Regions from separate parts of the Danio rerio genome. Here regions 2 and 3 are each linked to region 1. Evidence: chromatin contacts called from public HiCAR-type and Micro-C data. All regions are on one chromosome and are shown on one strand. Each heading gives the region's core, a stretch centred on a gene start, on an enhancer-like site or on the middle of the called end of the contact. The rest is flanking DNA. Distances are from core to core; before and after follow the strand shown.

Region 1 (3,859 bases), core at 1,208-3,707:
ATTGAAGTGAAGCACAGGCATGTAAAGACCTTAATCAAACTATTAGCGTTGTGTAGGATTTTTGCCGCATCTTGCGACAGGATACACACTCATGGCTGTTTGACATTATTCTCTGCACCTACTGAGTCCATGAAGGACCACAGACACCTGCATCGTGAAATGCGGAGGTTTTTTTCCCATATGGCGTGCGGTATCAAATTTTATTAAAACAACACTCCTACAGCAGTTCATATTCTCATCCAATATCTCGTTTGTCACGGCGGTATGCATGAAATGTTCCTAAATGAAAGTGTCGAACTGTAGTTAAAGTTGATTGACTCCTGAGGAAACTTGGTGATGCAATGACGTTAATTGAATTATGTGCTATAACATGTAAAACTGGATCATGAAAGGAACATTTAAAAAGCAACTCATGTAAACACCTTAAACTTCAGTGGTTGAAGACCACATTTATGTGGTTTGAGGCGTCTTCTCTTGATAACGCTGAAAATAACTTGTATTACACTTCCAGTTTTGATCATGCAGATAATGCCGAGTTCAGACTGCATGATTTTAGCCCAGATTTTGACTCGCTAACAGGTTTTGAGAAATCACCAGCAAATCGGTGCTTGTGCACGTGAGTGACAATCACACTGTGTGAACTATCAAAGATGCGATCTGAGAGAATCGCCGATGAGTCACCGATGCCTGTGAGATATTTGGCATGCTAAATATCTGGAGCTGTCTGCGATTCTAATCATGCCGTGTGAAATGAGTTTTGACTAAAAATAACATCGGCGATCGCTTACAGCCAATGAGAGAGTAGCATCTACTTGTGTGTGTACCTGCAGGCCAGCGGGAGGTTGAGGGAGAAGTTAAAAGTGTTCATTTATAGTTTATTTGGACCTAAGAAATGGAGGAAAAACTTGTGGAGGTTTGACAGGAGCACCCATGTCTGTTTGAAGTTTCATACAGAAAGTTAAAAAGGAAAGTTGAGGAGAAATGGCTAACTCCCTTTAAACCCAGGTGAGCAAATATGTACATTTTCTACCTTATTAAAGGCTTCTTTCTCGTTATGTAGTTAATAACAAAATGTATACTACGTGTTTTTGGCTGTGAGACGTTGTTTGGATGAAGTTGTCAGCAATTCTTCCTTTTGTAAAGTCATGCAATGTGAAACCCCCTGTTGCCGATCAATCTTGCAGTGTAAACAAAGTAGCGAAAAAACGCTAGCCCTGATAGTCATGCAGTGTGAAAACATCTGTGACACGAGTACTTTGAAAATCATGCAGTCTGAACTCGGCATAAGAGTAATACATCCATCGAATCTGTTAGGTGTTTACTTTTTTGTGTACACTCACAACAACAACAAAAGTCTGTGCTTTTGCAAAACAAGGAAAATAAACAGTGTGGGCATTCTTTCTCTTCTCTTCTCTTCAAACTGTTTTTAAAAACGCGTCACTAAAATGCACTGAAACTCTGCGAGAACAAAACACCCAGACATGAGACATATATATATATATATATATATATAGAAAGCTTGAAGTGTCTACTTTCAAATGCTGCAAGTGCATGGTGAAAACAAACATTGTTTGATAAAGTAATCAGTATGAAACCAACACTGTTTTCAGTCTCAGTTCATTATTTTTAATGCGGCCACACCCACGAGGCCTTGTTATTACAATCGTCCACGTGTACATCTCCATGAATACATAAGAGATGAGCATGAGATACATACCTGTATAAAGCTTGGAAGGTGCATTTTCCAACTTATATTATTGTCTCATTCAGATTAAGACAATATTATGATTATTTATGTCCATGTAAACGTAGTCAATGACTCACAAATCAGATCTTTAAGCATCTGAAATTTAAAATGGAAATGTAAAAAGAGCCTGGTAGCTAGAATATAACCAAATGTCAAAATATTTATGTAAAAAGCAGATGTGATTGCATTGTAAATAATAGAATTTCAAATGTTGAAACTTATTATCAGATTTCCTGAACCGTAAAAACAGAATACTGTCCAAAACTACTCAAACACTGTCAATCTAGCAAATGCGATACTGTAAATGGTATATATCGAATTGAGCCTTACTTTTAAATCATTTTTCTCTGACTTAGGGAAAGTCCTCTGTGGTACTTGATGACACAGAGGTACTTGATACTTCAATGAAGCACAACTGTGAACACTATTAATTCTCTTGCGCTATAAAAGAACAACCTCTGAGCAATAAAAGGTTCCTCTGGGAACAAGCTTCCCTGTTTGGTGGTTTTTCCAGACGTGTAATAGTGTCTGCTCACTCTCTTGGACACAAACACTGTCCAAAAGTTTTAATCTATGAAATGATCAATAAAAGAACGAGTGAATGAGCCAGTAGCGTCTAGACGAAACATTGAACTGCAGTCTGCTTGACTGACCAGCACGACCAAACCACTGAGCAGCACACACTGATACACTTATTTCTGCACACACGGAGTGACTCAGACACCATTAGTCATTTTAAGAGTATATCTGTCAGTGTGTGTGTGTTTATGCAGGGCATTTCCCAAATAGCACATCGGTTGAGTCAGACAAAGATGATGAATGCTTGATTGAACAGAACTCGAAAGATTTATATTAGATATTAGTGTCACATTTACACTTTTTGTTAGCTTTTTGTGTCAGCTTTTTTATGTATTTAGTTGTAATCATCTCTGTTGTTGTTGGTGTTGTTATTAATAGTAGTTTACATTTTAGTTTAACTTTTAATGTGGTTGTTGTTGTTGTCTTTTTAAGCAAAACTGAATGTTAAATTAAAATAACTTGTATTTTTGATGTGCTTTTTTATTCTTAATTTAAAAATTAATTTTCCTTTTTGATGCAGTTCGATTTTAGTTTTATTTAATGTTTTGAAATTGCTTTATTTTTATATTTCTAGTTTTTATTTAAAGTATTTTATTGTTTTATGTATTTATATTAGTTTTAGCTTTTTTTGTAAAAGATTAACCAACGATTAACCAATTTCCCTATTAACCGTGCTTTAATTTGTCATGGTTAATTAATCGTAAAGGCTTCTCAACACCGTGTTTCTGCACAGAACAAAACTGCTGCAACTAAAAGTTATGCCATGGATTAACCATGGCTGAAGCTATTAACTAAGGGCCATTGACATACTGTGTCTTTTGTGCACGCAAGTTCATTATTTCTTTTCTTGCGTGCATATTGGGAGTGACGTGCACGCGGTGCGAACGCGGCGCACCTAGTTGAAAGAATGGCATGAGCACACCCTGAGTCATGTGACCAGAACTGACCAATCAGCTTCATTATTCGTATGGAAATAATCTCTTTAAAAGGGAAAAACTTGGCTAATATGATGCTTAGATTTAGATTAGACAAATCCTATTTGTTTTATTTATGCTTAATTTTTTTTTATTCTTATTTTTGTTTATTTATTTAATTATTTATTCATTTATTCTTCTGTCATTTATTTTTGTTAGTGTAAAATTATTACTTATGTTTAAAAGTTAAAAAAAATAAAAAATTTCACTTATTTTTAAGTCCATAGAAAAATGGACTATTGATTGTTTTTTATTATTATTATGTGCTGCATCAATTGGTTACTGTGCAGCAATAAATAACACTTGAAAATATTAGGAGTTTTCATGTGATTTTTCTAAACTAGACTGTAAAAAAATATCAGTAATTTTACGTTTTTACCCCAGCTGCCGGAAAAAACGTAAAATAACAGCCATTAAATTACAGAAATGTCCTTAAATTAAAATTTCTGTAATTTAACATCTGTTATTTTAATTAAATTATGTAAAAATTACAGATTTTGTTTTACAGAGTAGTGGTGTTTTGTAATTAATGAATGCATAATAATCGAGATAACCATGA
Region 2 (3,990 bases), core at 903-3,402, 200 kb after region 1:
TTATGTACATGTTTATCAGAAACTTCTTCAGTGGCATGTGGTTTATTCACTGCATTCAACAACTAATCAGCCAGCAATTGTCTTTTTAACACGGCAAAACAAGCCGTTTATCAAAGCAGAAAATATTCAAATTATGAAATGGCCAGACCAGAGCCCTGAACTAAACCTGGTTCAACAACTCTGAAAAAATGAAGACTATTGATGTCCTGTGGTTACAAATGTGATTAGGGCCCAATCCCAATTCTATTTTTGTACTCCTGCCCCTTCCCTTTCCCTTTGGTCCTCTAAACAGAGTGTGAAGGGGAAGGGCTTCAAAATTTACCCCTAAGAAATGGGACACTACTGAAACACCTGCACACTACATCAAATGTCTTACTTCATATGAGATTGACCATCGACTGCTGTTGTTATTTAAGTTGTGCTACTTTTTTGGTATTCATCATCAGGAATTTACTAAAGGCAACGATATCATGTTATCATGATGATCTAATGTGCCAATAAGATCGTAACTGTACTCTGCATTTACACCGTGGCCATATTCATCCATGTAAACACACCAAAAACAACATTAACATTATAGCAGACACTGTAAAAACCAGCCACTAGACTTTTCTGACAGGGGATTCGAGTGTCACCGAGTTTCAGCTGTGTTATGAGACTGCTATACAGGATTCTTATTATGGATTATAGATAGCAAAATTTAGTGGTTTTTATTTTAGTGAGGTTTTTAAGCATTACGGTAAAACACAAATGCAGTTATGAATACATTTAAACATATGCTTGTTTGTTGGAAAAAAAAATGGAATAATGAAAAAAATACTAATGAAAAAAATACTACTCATGCTGCCGTTGTAGATGGTGTATTCTTGGAAAATTTCTTACCCCTTGGTTTCGAGTGTGATCCTGAAAAATCTCAGTCTAGCTTAGCCCTACGCCTTCAAGCTGAAGAGAATTGGCACACCCCTACCCCTTCATGTGAATGCCCAAAATGAGGAGTAAGGGGGAAGGGGTAGAATTGGGATTGGGCCTATGTCATTGAAATCAATGTTCTTTACTGTACACTTACTATTAAGTTTTTACTGCTGTAACTTTCATAAATGTTTGCAATCTTTCTACAATCTAAATTTTGCAATGAGTTCTACAATTGTTGCTGCTTTTTATCTTTTATTACTGTATTTTACACACATGAAAGTGACATTGTTAAACACTGTTCTACTAGCACAATTCCCTCAAATTTTAAGCGATGTATATTACATTTAAAAATGTATTTTGTGTTATTGTCTAATTTTGATTTCCACGGTACTTTTTCTTAAATTCTGTGTGAAATCTTAATTCATAATGTTTGTTTTGCTAGTATACATTGTTATTCTTTAGGTGAACAATTAATCTGTTAATCCACTGGTAAAGAAGTTTATTTGTAATCTTTAATCAAAGTCCAACCATTTGCTTGGTGGTGGTCCTTCTCCATTGACGTCAGTTTGACGGCTTCAGCCACAATGTTCTTAACCACACTCGCTCTTAATGCAATGATGCACAAAAAAAAAAAAAAAAAAACATCCGGTTCACACAAACTTTGAAACGTAACCTGTTTGAAACTATAATTTCAGCATGATTTAGTCAAACCAAAATAGAGAGTTCGTCTTGAATATTTTCCCCATAGTTTTATATTACATCCTGTTTCCCAATGCATAGTTTGGTGCCTAGTCACGAAGCTAATCCAGAAATGTTCATGTCTCTATCCCTCAGTTACTCACAATGTTGAAATATCTGGCATCCAATTTTAAAAGATCTCTTGAGAAACCTCTCATATTCATTTTTCTTTGGAGAGGTCTGTCTTGGTAACAGAGAAACCATAAAATAAACATAAAAGAAAAATAAACAGGCAGAAACTGCACACAAACATTGGCAGGGTTAAACCAAACTGTGTAAACCTCTCATTCTTTCTCCTCGGGTTCAGCTATGCAAAACTCTCTAAACGACTGTACAAAATTTCTCTCTGGCAAGAAACGCACAGTTCAGTTTTCAATTGAAACTAATGTTGTTGTGGTGGTTTTGTTTTGTTTTGCCAATTTGGTCTCAAACAGGAAAAGAGCCATGCACACCAAAACCCGTCAGTCTCACCACATTACAAGCAACCTAAAATTCTTCACATGTTATTTGTGCAAGAGCTCTGAACAGCGACGTCAATGCAATGCCTACCTCTCATATGTCTTTATAATCAATACCATGTTATGCAGCAACTGAAGGGAGAAAGAGAGAAAGTAAAAAAGAAAAGGCAAGAAATAAGGAGAGCAGTTCTGAGCTTTCCTGTATTAAACGGCTGAGTGCATTTACAAGCTTTTTCAGCAAGTTAATGCATTGGCTGTGCCTTTACCAGCTGACAGTTGAGTTCTGCATGCAGCTCATTGACCTCACACATGTACCTGAGCTGCACGTGTCACATGTCGCATCCGAATACTTTTACAGCACTGCTAAAACCCATACATCAAGCAGCATTCCCAACACAGTCACATACTTCAACTCATACTTCGCAACTACACACTTTAATAACGCATCTCTGCACATTTATCACTGAGATCTTGTGCTTTTCAATACAGCCATGCCTCCGGGGCTCTTGATAACTGAGGATTGATATTTTCTTCTAGGCTTTCCACCTGCTGTTTACTTGGACAATGGCATGAGAAATCACACATCAATATTACTGACTCGACAGAGCACAAAAAGCCAAAAGCTGGAGCTTAGTACAGCTTACAAACCCTCAGCACTGCTTTTAAAGGGCCAATTAGGAGAGGGTAAAATCGTGTGCCAGAACAGTGTGGCAATGTGCTGTATAAAAGACTGAGGTAAGCACTGGCTTGCCATTCCCTCATAATCTCATATCTTATGTTAGGCTATGAAGGTTTTATTTTGCTGGCACCAGCTTGTTAAGGGCTCATCTGTTTTTCTTTTTTTTTTCAAATGTGTTTTGCACTGCAAAAAAATCCTGGTTGTCTTAAATTTTTAAGCTGTATTAAATAACCCTTATGAGTCCATTGAACTTATATTATGGTAAACACTTAAAACAGCTTGTGTAACTTTTAAAATTAAGTTAGAACATGATTAAGCCTTTATGTTGCACTCTTGAAGATATTTTTTTGGCACACATTACGCATTGAATAATATACTGACACAACTCTGATAAATAAGAAATTAAAATAATAATGATAACCTATGGATAAGAGGTCAACCAGGTTGTTATGATGCCTGTTAGTTTAATAAGTAACAACGACCTAAAAATAAATGCTGTCGAGACTAATGAATCATATTATTTTTCACAATTTGTGTTAAAAAAAATTTAAATATTAGGTTTTTTTATTGTTATCAGCTATGGTACACCTTTTCTGTTAAAGTTGTAATGTAATGGGGACACTAACAACAGAGTGCAGATCCAAATGCAGGGTTTATTAGGAAAATTGTCAGGCAAGCATTGGTCAACACAGGGGAAAACAGATGTATACAGGAAATTCAAAGTCATGTTCAGTAAAAAGGCAGGTGTTCAAAAGGCAGGCAGCAGACAGGAATAAACAGTACTACAAAGCAAGGGTTGGCAAGGCAAGGCAACTGTGTTATAATGTCACAGATAACAAAACTCAGCACTGATGTGTGTTTTCGCTGTTTAAATAGTCTTTGTTATCGTTTCTTGACAATTCTCCTGCTGTGTGTGTGTGTGCGTGCGTGCGTGCATGTGCAATTAGCGGAATCTGGAACAGGTGCGTGTTAGCAGTGCATGACTGGATCTGTAGTCCATATAATGGCGGATCTCGAGTAGTATATCGATCTGCATGTTTACTGGCAATCAACAAGTATTAGACAACAGTAGTAATATAAAGTTTTTTTTTAATCTCACAATCCATTCTTTTGTTTGGATTGACTGATGTAAACTTACAAATCTGGGAAGCAAAAGTGAGGATTCAGACTTTTTAAAATCTCATAATTAGTAGTTTTCCTTAG
Region 3 (4,170 bases), core at 1,026-3,525, 220 kb after region 1:
TAGTTTATTCAATTCACCTATACCACATGTCTTTAGACTGTGGGAGGAAATCAGAGCAACAAGAGGAAACCCACGCAAGCACGGGGAGAACATGCAGAACATTTCCTCACAGAAACGCCAACTGGCCCAGCCATGACTCGAACCAGCAACCTTCTTGCTGTGAGGCAACAGTGCTAATCACTGAGCCGCCGTGTCACACCACCCTATATTATGCTAGGAAAGAGAGGGCGGAGTCAGGGTGGATGAGGGGGTTCTTCAAGATGAAGATGACAAAAATTTTTAGTTAGTCATTTTAAAAATCATACATTTATGAGTATTTTAACTAAACACACAAATAAAGAATTAGTTTCATTCTTTTTTCTCAATTTAAATGATATATCTACAGATTTCCATCTATGAATTGCTTTTTATTGCCAATGTGTGAACAGCTTCTAATAAAACATAAAAAAACACTTTTCTCAATTTTCTAGGTTGTCTATGAAAGTCTGTAGACTGATGTTTATTGAAGGGCTCAAGACAGTTTTGCCAGGTAAGTAAAGGATGTGATGTTTATGTGTGCTTCTGAGAGCCTCTCATCTGTTTTATGACACGCTTATAATGTTTAAGATAATGCTAAAAGATCTGTTCTGCATCGTCACATTATCACAAAAAATAAAAAATAAAAAATAAAAATCTGCCAGACCTTAAAAGCTCAAATATACTTAATGATAAAACATGACACTGGTGAAATAAAAAGCTTGTGCACAACTCATCTATCTTCAAATGATTTATTAACTGCTGTTTTTCCACTCATTTCTTTATCAATTTGCTATGTTATTTTTTAAGAGGTAACCTTGCATTCATCCAAAGTGAGGACACATCATGGAAATACAATATTGCAAAGAAAATTACAGCTTCCTTTTACTCTTAATTCAAGAATGAATTTGCCTCTTTAAATTATTCCATTAATTTAAAAATGCAATGTATTATTTATCCTGAGCATCAATCCGATGACACTGGCAGTGTAAGCGTCTTACTCTGAGTTACAGGAATACCGTTATTTATATACACTCACCAGCCACTTTATTATGTACATCTGCGGATGGGCTACAGCAGTAAAAGGCCACACTGCGTGCCACTCCTGTCAGCTAAGAACAGGAAACTGAGGCTGTAATTCACGCAGGCTCACCAAAACTGGACGATAGAACATTAGAAAAACTTTGCCTGGTCTGATGAGTCTCGATTTTTTCTGTGACATTCAGGGTCAGAATTTGACATCAACAACATGAAAGCATAAATTCATCTTACATTGTATCAAAGGTTTAGGCTGGTGGTGGTGGTGTGATGGTGTGGGGCATATTTTCTTGGCACACTTCGGGCCCATTAGTACCACTTGAGCATCGTGTCAACGCCACAGCCTACCTGAGTTTGTTGCTGAACATGTCCATCCCTTTATGACCACAGTGTACACATCTTATGATGGCTACATCCAGCAGGATAACGCACCATGTCATAAAGCGTGAATCACCTCTGGTTTTTGAACATGATGAGTTCACTGTACTCACTGGCCTCCACAGTCACCAGATCTCAATCCAATAGAGCACCTTTGGGATGTGGTGGAAAGGGAGATTCGCATCATGAATGTGCAGCTGTTAAATCTGCAGCAACTGCATTATGCTATTATATCAATATGGACCAAAATCTTTGAGCAATATTTCCAGTACCTTATTGAATCTATGCTACGAAGCATTAAGGCAGTTCTGAAGGCAAAAGCGGGTCCAACCCGGTTCTAGTAAGGTGTACCTAATAAAGTGGCCAGTGAGTGAATATACCTGCATGTCTCTGAATGTGCACTTTAAATAAATCTTCTCCAGCTGAAGCATAGATATGGGCTTTATTATCTTCTTTAATGCATAGGTCAGGACTATTCATCTCAGTGAGGGAATGACGGTAGAGCATCATGTTGAAGGTTATTCAGATGCACCACCATTTCACATGGCATATACAACACACACGAAGGTAGCGCTCTGATCTCAAACATCTGCATGCAGTTTCAATGGTAAAATATCTCATAGATCTTGCCCGTAGCTACAGACCTGTCTCTAATAACCAATAACAGATCACTCCAATCAGCCTGATGCTCAGAGAAAGCCCTGCACCATCCAGACAGCTATTGGTTTAAAGACACATCTTCAAACGATGACATCCAAATATTTTTATACCCATTCCTGTTCTGGCTTTCATTTCCTGCCCCCAGGAAAAGGGTGTGTGTGTGTAAGTGAGTGAGTGAGTGAGTGAAGACCTGGAAGCCTCAACTGAACGTCACATGGCTCTGGTTTAGGTGGAAAATCAAACACAGTTGTGGGCAGGCACCGATTTAACCAAAATAGGTGCTTTAATCATTTTTATGGATGGTGGGAGTTTACAACCTTTATATGTATTTATGTACTCTCAGACTGGGAGAGAGGCATAAATCATGTGGTCACTGCAGGAGAGGAGAATGGAGGAAAGGACAGAAGGGAACAAAAAATAAAAGAAAGAGAGGAGAACAAGCCGAATTTGACAGCCATCTTAGTCAGTTCAGTTCTAGCTTTATATATCTGACAGGAGCTTAATGAAATTAATTTTGAGTTTTTATAATTACACTAAAGGACTTAACATTTGCTCTTAATGTGGGTGCCAAAAGCCAGGTGATTCACCTTCATTAGTTTAAATGAACAGAGCCATTAGTCTCCTTTATTACAGACTAATTAGGCCATTAGATAAGGGCCAGGTGCTGGCATGCAAACAGAGCGCTTTTGTCACCTTTAGAGTGAACTTTGTTGTGATGGAACTCAAAATGCTTTCTCCGTTCCTCCCACACTGAGTATTTTACAAGTCAACTCCGACCGCTGCAGGAATAATAATAGGGTTGGTTTTGGAGGTTGAAAATAAACAGGACGGGTCCTTGAGCTGTAAACCTGAGTTGGGAGTGTTGTTTTTGTTTCCATGGCTTTGGAAGCTCCACTGAGAGCTCATGGAGAATTGATTGTGTCTGAGTCACTCCCTCCGCCTGGTTACAAGACCTCCTTTTTTTGTTTGTTTTTCACCCATTTGCTCGTATAGGCTCAAAAGATGAACGCCTGACCCCTTCGTCTCCCCCCTCAGAACCCACTCTCTTACATATTTGGGTAATTATTGAAAATTATTGATTTAGATGTTGTATATTTACAGGATGGGGTGATACAACTCCTATCACAACTGCAAGTATAAATATGTGTTTAGGGGATACAGGGTGGGATGTTACGGCGCCTGCATGCCAGAGGAAAACACTACAGGAGAGTTTGACAATACATAAGACAAGTTTTGAGGGTGTGGAAAGAGAAAATTAATGGGGAATGCAAGAAATTGGATTTCTTTTTTATGATCAATAGATAGATAGCATTTTGATTGAATGTAGTGGGACGCACTGGCCCAAAATGCCAGGGCCGATTTTTTGCCCCAGTCCAGCCCTGCAACACGCCTACAAAACATTGAAAACATGTTGCAAAATCAAATAACTATTCAAAACACTTAACACATGTTCGACATTTTTGTCAATCATAGCACACTGACAAAAAACACTATCATCAGCTGAAATGACAGAAACGGCATTAATGTATGTGTCAGGTCTGCCCTTATATTTGAAGCCTCTCTACCCTTTTGTTTTGTTGGGTTTAGTAAATGCAGCATTTTGTTTCTTTTGCTGCAGAAATTCAATACAAAAAATTAATTGCTATCTAAGAGTTTTAAGCTCTATAAAGAGCTTTATAAAATGTAAAAATAATACAGACACAGAATTACTGCAGTACAGACATTATTTGCAAAAGGACATTGCTGCAATATATACAAACAGAAAAAGCACCAGAATTAAAATTTCAAAACATAACAAAAAGGTTCAATAAAGGCCCAGTCAGCATATTTCTGCTGACTACCAGAGCTAGAGGGCGCTGTGATAGCTGATTTCTGATTGCGCAACTCTTAACTTTTAGCCATAGATATATTTATCTATGCCTTTTAGCTATGAAGAACTGAACCTGGACGAGAACACACCACTAATATAATTAATTTTCAGGAGACACAGCTCCAGGTTTAAGGTATATTAGTCACATTCTAATTATTTGTGTTAAAATATATACTGTTCTGTAAAGTGAGTTCTGTAACACAGGACTG

What was found. A called contact is a pair of places that touch in the nucleus more often than the background predicts. HiCAR-type assays count read pairs that join an accessible place to other places.
Region 2: a contact with region 1 is called in a HiCAR-type map of caudal fin, with 4 times the contacts expected there. The contact joins two enhancer-like sites. A contact is called at or near these places in 1 of 18 Hi-C or Micro-C datasets (hematopoietic stem cells) and 1 of 4 datasets of contacts at active chromatin or transcription factors (caudal fin).
Region 3: a Micro-C map of caudal fin shows a contact between it and region 1, with 2.4 times the contacts expected there. The contact joins two enhancer-like sites. A contact is called at or near these places in 3 of 18 Hi-C or Micro-C datasets (caudal fin, embryo and hematopoietic stem cells) and 1 of 4 datasets of contacts at active chromatin or transcription factors (caudal fin).

The regions. Positions count from the first base shown.
Region 1 is chr12:28,591,459-28,595,317 of GRCz12tu, forward strand. The region is part of intron 1 of zeb1b (zinc finger E-box binding homeobox 1b); the gene reads right to left. All of the region lies in intron 3 of LOC141376810 (a long non-coding RNA gene), which reads left to right. Among named protein-coding and RNA genes, the nearest start is that of zeb1b, 58 kb to the right of the region's middle. Within about 2 kb of position 2,458, at least 10 of the 62 cell types and tissues checked have an H3K27ac peak or open chromatin away from gene starts, as enhancers often do. A contact at or near this core is called in caudal fin, where this site is marked.
Region 2 is chr12:28,792,034-28,796,023 of GRCz12tu, forward strand. It overlaps a transcript of znf438 not described here. Among named protein-coding and RNA genes, the nearest start is that of znfl1g, 26 kb to the left of the region's middle. Within about 2 kb of position 2,153, at least 3 of the 62 cell types and tissues checked have an H3K27ac peak or open chromatin away from gene starts, as enhancers often do. A contact at or near this core is called in caudal fin, where this site is marked.
Region 3 is chr12:28,816,331-28,820,500 of GRCz12tu, forward strand. No RefSeq gene overlaps it. Among named protein-coding and RNA genes, the nearest start is that of msl1b, 18 kb to the right of the region's middle. Within about 2 kb of position 2,276, at least 4 of the 62 cell types and tissues checked have an H3K27ac peak or open chromatin away from gene starts, as enhancers often do. A contact at or near this core is called in caudal fin, where this site is marked.